Linked DNA regions of Zea mays: regions 2 and 3 are each linked to region 1. The links are chromatin contacts, called in public Hi-C maps. All regions are on one chromosome and are shown on one strand. The core of a region is the stretch at or near the end of the contact, and the rest is flanking DNA. Distances in the headings are between cores, read along the strand shown.

Region 1 (2,578 bases), core at 41-2,540:
CCTCATACTCATACCCACGACGCAAAAATAATCCCACCGGGTCACCCATATACACTGGCGGGTATGGATTTACCCCCATACCCATACTCATGTGGGTATGGGTCATCCATTGGGTCACCCGTACCCACAAAAATTAAACTACTATCAAAATATTATACTATACAAATTTCAAGTATATCTATATAAATACCGCTACAAAATTTTCTAGCATCATTTAATCATCCATTCAACACACCAAAGATAATTAGATAAAGTAATAACACTATGATAGTACTACATAGCACATTACATGTTCCATTACATGGTCATTAAATTGTTGTTAAATAATAAAAAGTTGGATGACTAAAATCCAAGTTCATGCTTGGGCAAAGTTTATATTGGGTATTTTATACCCACGGGTTAACGGGTATGGGTGAAGGCGGAACGTTCTAATACCCGTTTACCCATTGGGTGAAGATTTTTGCCCAATAACAGACCTACAGGTAGAATATTTAGCCCACATACATACCCTAATGGAGTAAATACCCATCGGGTATCGGATCGCGGGTACCATTGCCATCTCTAGCCACGACACCGCTTTAATTTTTTTTTCTTTTGTGGATAGGATGCTTGCATCTAAGCCCTCACATGTCATACTGTGTTGTACTATACCATAAAATATGACCTTTGTGCCGTTGCAATCTACTGTCATTGTACTAATAGCCTAGTACAAAGTGGTGCTAGGAATGTATTTATGGAAAACATTTTGAATCGACGATACAAACCAAACGACCTAATTAGGTTCGGATACTAGAACGGATGAATTTAGATATGGTTAACCTGTAAACCAAATAGACCGTATTTATTGATAAAAAATAGAATAAAACCTTGCAGAAGTTTAATATTTTTTTATTTCATACGATATTACAGTTTTGAAATAACACTATAAAACTTTTTAAGGAACTATTTTCTCAAGGAGGCAAGACCCAAACCGGAAATGCCGGGGGAAAAAAAAGAAGCAGAGGGCAGAGTGCGCTGGTACGCATTGTCGCCTTGCCGGTTGGTTGGTCAAAAGGATTGACGGACAGACCGGCCTCCCTTTTACAGTCTGTCTCTTCAAGTAGCGGAGGCACGAGCAATGGAGAAAGGCTTGAAAAAGGAGGGCGCCGCTGCCATTAAAGGCTCTCAAGGGACCGCGCTTGGGAGTGGGAGCGGGAGCAGTTGCAGCTGCAACGGTCACTTTGCTGGCTGCTGGGCCGGTCGGTTCCTTTGCCCACCAGCTCAGCTCACTCAATTCAACACTCTTCGAGCTTGCTTGCCCATCTCCCCAAACATCCGCCGCGCTTCAATACTTACAACGACTCAACGAGATCGCAGCTTCCATGGCCTTCTTTTCCGAATCCCAGACTCCTTTCACAAAACAGAAACAAAAATAAAATAAATCCCAGACTCCCAGAGACAGACAGACACAAGAGTTGGTGGCGTGGTTCCTTGTTTCTACCTCCCTGGGCTCCGTTTCTTTCCCTGCGAAGCTGGCTGGCTCGGCACGGCACTGCACAGAGCATACCGGCGGTAACTGAGAGGCCCTGCGGCGATGGGGAAGAAGCGAGCGGCGGCCGTGAGTGCTCCGTTCCCCGCGCCCGCCTCCGAGCCCGAGTCGGACCACTTCAGCGACTACGGCTTCGACCCGCAGCTCCTCCACTTCCCCTCCCAGGTCCATCTCTAGTTCTCAACACTACACTACTGCTCTACATGATTGCATCGACCTCTTCCAAAAGGAACAAAGATCCAATCATGCCTGCTGCATGCTGGACGCTGGTTACGTTCTTGCATCTTGTTGACGTGCGGTGTGGTTCCTCTGTTCCCCTCAGCCTGAGGCGAAGCGACCGTGGGGCAGGCGCCAGCGCCACCAGCAGCCTGCGCAGTTGAAGCCCCTGGACTCCGCGCGGTTCAAGCTACAGAAGCCCATCGCCAAGAAGCACCACCGCCAGCAGAAACAGCAGCAGCGCCGCCGGTGGTGGAGCTCCGCCGCCTCTGCCGCGCTCCATCTCTTCAGGAAGCGCCCCTCATCAACCAGACCCGCCGCAGGAGCTCCACCTCCCCAGTACGGGTCGCCCGCGTCGCCAACCGTGCCTATGTACCTCACCGACTGCGATGCTGGCGGGGACGACGGCGGCGGCGCGTCCGCGTGCACGTGCTGGGCACCGGCCGTGCGGTCCGGCCGCCTGGCCGCCGCCGAGCTTGGCGCCGCGGCAGTGGCGGTTCCCTACGTCAGCCTCAGGTCCACTAGCCTTGGCACTGGAGGCGCTCCGGTGATGCCCATCTACCTCGTCACCTGAAGCTAGCTACCTCAGGCCGACGCGGGTTTCTTCTTCAGAAGCTTGGACCACAAGACGTCAGTAAATTAAACCCTGTCCAAGCGCCTGGACTAGTCGGTCAAATATCAACTGCTTGCTTCTATAATTGTTCCTGGTTTTCTTCTCCCGTCTGTGGGGTATTTTCCAGATGTAGTTGCAGCAGCTGCGTTTTTCTTTCAAATTCGTTGCTCCAAGAAGGTTGCCGGCTCCTATATGGAAGTTCTGACTTCTTCAGTTTTGCG
Region 2 (2,578 bases), core at 53-2,552, 180 kb after region 1:
TACAGTGCTCTACATTGGCAAACATAGTCCAATGTCAAATCATTGGATCTCAAAACATATCAAAGTTTATTTTTCTCAAGGATCAGAATAACGAGCAGCAAAAGCAGTCTTGCAGAGAGGCTCCTTAATGGGCACTAAAATCCAGGCCCTCGTGCATGAACCAATACATATATTTGTTCAATGCAGCTACTTAATTGAAATCTCTATTTTTTTTACTGTCTAGTGTCGTGGAACTAGTATTGCAGTTTGCATTACATCGAGGAAACGCAGGTTAAAAACAAATAAAACCCTACGATGGTAAATTGCAGTATCATCCAAGTACCCTTAGTACTAAGTGCATATTTGCCTGTCTGCACATTCAGGTGTACGCAACAGGTGTGCTAGTTCATCATGTATTGCTCTGTAAAAAAAGATTATCTGAAATCCTCTACAAAAACTAACATTCAGGACGAATTAGTGAGATCACATAGTCATGCAAAAGTCGCAAAGATGCCACTTCATTCAGAAATGAAAAATTAGTGAAGTAGACATCACGAGTCATCAATGCCCTGATCAAAATCCTATCCACCTTGCAGAATCAGACACACGGAGAAACCTGCTGCTTAATTAAACGATGACATGAGGAGAGAAATACTAGGCATGGGGACCTTGGTGGCCTCGATGGCGATGCCGCGCTCGAAGAAGATGGGGGCAGCGTGGGCGAAGACTCGGCGGAACCCCCGCAGCACCGCGACACGGAAGCCCTCCAGCTCCGGGAACGTGCTCCTCGCGCTCCGCTCTGCCACCAACCAGGATGCTAGAGAGCGTCATGCTAGCAGGTTCAGGGATCGAGGAATCCATTACCCGTGACAACGATCTTCGTCCCGCTCACCGGAAAGGAGGGATCCGAAGCCGACGACGGAGAAGCGGCCGCCGGGGGCGGCGACGGTGGCAAAGTCCGCGGGACAGGTGAGCTCAGGAAAGGAACCGCCAGCTGCGGGGGACATCGTCGCAGTGGGAGGAGGCATGGGGTGGCTCAATCGGGTGGGTGGCGAGGGCCCTGGCTCCGGTTGTCGGCGGAGGCGGAGACGGGCGGCGGTGAGGGGGACTGGTGGTAAAGTGGCGCGTTTGAGGGCGTTGGATCTTGATCGGACGGCAATGGGTGGCTCTGGGCGAGGAGGCGCAAGTGGGGAGGCGATGGCGCGCATTGCGGTTGGGCTAGGCGGCTAGCGAGGCAGCTAGCAGCAGAAGCCAGCCCAGAGCATGTGACTCCGGCGATCGGACCTACGAGCCTGTAACACCCGGCCACTTGCGGACCAGCGTTATTTGCTTCTTCGCATCTACATATACCATCTCCACACATCACTACAAGTCAAGTCTTTTGTGCGTACTTTATTCTCAATCATATGCATCCGTTCTCACTCATGTGCACTCGAGAAGTTTCTGGTCGGTCACTCATCCCGAGATTGTTATAGGTCAAACACACTTAACTCTAAGATTCTTTCAAAATAGACTTATGAAAAATAAGATGCACCTTATTGATATATATATATTCTATTCATCCTATTAATTCTTGGCCAGAATATCACAATCTATCTCACGTTTAACAATCATCTACCTGTCTGAACCTTCTAACCTCCGGTTAAATCTTCTACGACTCTTGTGTTTGCCCCCAACATATTTGGCAACTGCCTTGCCTGATTTGTTAGTGAGCACAAAAGATGCACCAAAAGTCTTGAATGAAATGCTATGTTCGTTTGATGCATTAGCAATCTTCTTTTTAGGCATTTTGATTTGAGTTGCATGCCTAGAGCTAGAAACCTCATTACTATACATATAAGCATGATGAGAAATAGAATGAGATTTTCTAGCATGAATTTTTCTAATTTTGTACTCAGGATAGTTCTCAGGGTATAAAATGTAACCTTCTCTATCCTAAACCATAGGAGTCTCGCCCTTAACAAAGTTAAAAAGCTTGTTCTTAGGGGTATTAAGTTTGACATTGCTTTGGCTTATTTGTTGGAAACCAATGTCATCCTTAATGTCAGGGCGTCTCCCATTATAAAGCATACTACGAGCAAATTTAAATTTTTCATTCTCTAGTTCATGCTCGATAATTTTAGCATTTAATTTAGCTATGTGATCATTTTGTTCTTTAATTATAACAAGGTGATCATTCATAGCATCAATATTAACATCTCTACATCTAGTGCAAATAGTGGCATATTCAACAGTAAATGTGGAAATATTGCAAGCATTCAATTCTTCAATCTTGGCAATTAAACTAGCATTTTCAGTTTTAAGACAAGAAATTGAATCATTGCAAATATTAAGCTCTTTAGACAAGTTTTCACATTTTTCTACTTCAAGAGCATAAGCATCTTTTAGCTTAACAAATTTTTTATTTTCCTTAACGAGCAAGTCCTTCTGGAATTCCAAGATATTATCCTTCTCGTTAATGGTTTCTATCAATTCATTAATTTTCTTCTTTTTGCTCTTTAGTAAGGTTAGCAAAAAGTGAAGTTAAATCATCATCATTATCACTAGAGCTACCCTCATCATCGGAAGTAGTGTATTTGGGGTATCTCTAGAATGTACC
Region 3 (2,578 bases), core at 35-2,534, 180 kb before region 1:
ATTAATCTTTATTAGAACACTTATTTGTTTTAGGTTTCATGATATTTTTAAAATTTTTAAGTCTCAAATTAGGATTTCGAGATGTTACATTTGGATTGTTAGAGAATTAGACACTATCAGTTTTAATTTAATCCAGAAAACCAGTATGATGTATGTGACGACATGTACGTGCATGTGTGTATCACTACTCACATAAGAAGTAAACAACAGTAAAACATGCACAAATACAAAGAACAGAGTGTACCCCGCGGAGGGATCAATGCTTAAGGCATCAGTGGCTCCATTCATACGAGATGTCTCGTGTGTATGTTCGATGTAGTCGTATGCAGTCGATGCAGACAGATGTATGCAGTGCAGTCCCTCGAACGACGCCGACAACGAAGAACCGGATCAACGTTGGTTGAGCGGACGGAGCGAGCAGTAGCGAGTACGCTCCCCAAAAACCTGATCGCCCGCACACCCGTGCAAGTGTAGCTCTACGGACGGTGATTTCGGAGGCCTGCTCTCCCACTCTCTCTGTGCTTGCAGAAGTTGGGTCTGGAATGGGCTAAGTGCAACACGTCTGAGAGACTATTCGCGTCACTGGAAGAGTGTCGACCTCCTCCGTATTTATACATGCGCAGAGGGAGGGGAACAGACTGTAACGGTCACCATCAGAGCCAGAAACTGACAACCATTACAGCCAGCCAGGAACCGAAGTGCCATAAGAGACGTCCGTTACTAGCCATAAGACAGGAAACGGTCGGTCAGTACTCCAAACAAAATGTGCAACCATTAGGAAGAAATATTCAGACCAATGTCCGATCTACCACGAGCCACGGCCCCGTCAGCGGGACGCGCGCGCATGTGACAATCCTTCATTCTTTTCTTAACTTCTCAATAGATACACCAATGGTCCACCTATTTAAGTTGATTAATTTGTCCCTTAAACTTTTAATATAGTATTAAATTATTAGTACACCATAGCATCAAAATTGACCTTTATCATTGACTATTATTGAATATTAATTTAGACCAAATCCATATTAATCTAACATATTTATTGTATAGAGGACTAAAGTGGCAGATCCAAGATTTTTAAAGAGATTGGGCTACCCTATAAGCAACCAAAAACAAATGTATATATAATGGCATGCACAACTTTTTTCTATTAACCAAGAATTTCCTCATTTTCCAATTTTTTTCTGGAATATGTAATGGGACGTGCGCCTGGCCTAGTGGCGGAGAGCTAGGAGAGTTATGTAATTTGCAATCCGCGTTTGGGCCATGGCCTTTCCTCGGCCTGGACTAGTCCGTAATCACGAACAGGCCCACGAGGAGATAGATGTCCACTTGATCCCGCGCATATAAGTAGCCGTCACGGTGAAAAGCAGCACCTGCACTATCGGACTGGCTTTATTTATGGTGTGTTCCAAAAAATCGACAAAGGTCTTTCTACACTCAGCAAAGTCAAATAACACTCAACAAATATTTTATTGACAAATGATTTTTTGCTAAGTACTTTTTTGGGCATTTGATAAAATTTTTGCCGAGTGTCAAAAAACGCTCGACAAAGAAAAGTACTCGGTAAATTAATAATCACAAAAAATCCATAAAAACAGCAAAACGTTTTTTAACTAGGGAAATAAAACCCCAACCATCACCATTGCCCTACCTCATCAACCTTTCTCTCGCGCACAATCTCATCTACCACTACACAACTATATCACATGTGCATATATTATATTTTCATTTCCCACGTATTATAACAAACCAAGAGTAAATTGATTATTTAGGTATTAAATAAATTCAAATGAAAATATTGTCAACTGTAAAGTTGAATAACTTTGAAGGATCTACAACTTTCATTTTGATAGTTTCTTCATCCCATGTCATTTACAAAATTTAAATTTCAAATTTGAAAACTTCAAACATATTTTTCTATGACAAGATTATTTCAAATAAAAAATTGTCAATGATAAAATTTCATACCATTTCAAGCCTACAAATTTTATTTTGGTCCATCCGAGGTCGTTTGAAAAATTCGAATTTTAAAATTCAAACAAAATTTTGCATGACAAGATGACTTCAAACCAAAATGTTAACAACTACAAAGTTTCATAACTTTTTAAGACATACAACTTTCATTTTGGTGGTTTTTCCACTTGAGGTTATTTTGAAAATTCAAATTTTAAAATTGAAACGTAGTTTTCATTGACAAGCTAACTTCAAATCAAAAGATTGCCAACTACAAAATTCAAAAACTTCTCAAGATCTACAAAGCTATTTTGGTTCTTTGGTGTTTTATTCATCCCACATGTTGGTTCTAATATTATTCACAAATCTTATACATTTGTCTTGTAGTTTGATAAACTACGAGATAGATATAGTTTTTATGAACAAATTTACTTTTATTTTGTCATATAAAGAAATGACCGAAACATAATTTGTACATCTTGATAAGTTACATAAATTTGTCGTTGAAAACTTTTTTATTTAAATTAATTTACTGCTTTAAAATGCGATTTTTAAATTGTCTTTGACTAGTGATGAAAAAAACACTCAGCAAAGAAGCTCTTTGCCGAGTGTCAAAAATAAA

Evidence for each region. A called contact is a pair of places that touch in the nucleus more often than the background predicts.
Region 2: a contact with region 1 is called in a Hi-C map of endosperm, with 5 times the contacts expected there. The contact joins the promoter of LOC103635511 here to the promoter of LOC100194384 in region 1. A contact is called at or near these places in 6 of 25 Hi-C or Micro-C datasets (ear, endosperm, leaf and 1 more).
Region 3: a Hi-C map of tassel shows a contact between it and region 1, with 2.6 times the contacts expected there. The contact joins the enhancer-like site here to the promoter of LOC100194384 in region 1. A contact is called at or near these places in 2 of 25 Hi-C or Micro-C datasets (ear and tassel).

What each region holds. Positions count from the first base shown.
Region 1 is chr8:87,776,587-87,779,164 of Zm-B73-REFERENCE-NAM-5.0, reverse strand. It overlaps LOC100194384, which reads left to right and starts at 1,290. Exons shown (of 2, transcript NM_001139416.1): 1 at 1,290-1,693; 2 at 1,851-2,569. The coding sequence starts at 1,574. The coding sequence ends at 2,318.
Region 2 is chr8:87,595,289-87,597,866 of Zm-B73-REFERENCE-NAM-5.0, reverse strand. It overlaps LOC103635511, which reads right to left and starts at 1,302. Exons shown (of 8, transcript XM_008657947.3): 1 at 872-1,302; 2 at 648-778. The coding sequence starts at 1,187.
Region 3 is chr8:87,961,242-87,963,819 of Zm-B73-REFERENCE-NAM-5.0, reverse strand. No RefSeq gene overlaps it. Among protein-coding and RNA genes, the nearest start is that of LOC100194384, 180 kb to the right of the region's middle. Within about 2 kb of position 1,284, at least 12 of the 20 cell types and tissues checked have an H3K27ac peak or open chromatin away from gene starts, as enhancers often do. A contact at or near this core is called in ear and tassel, where this site is marked.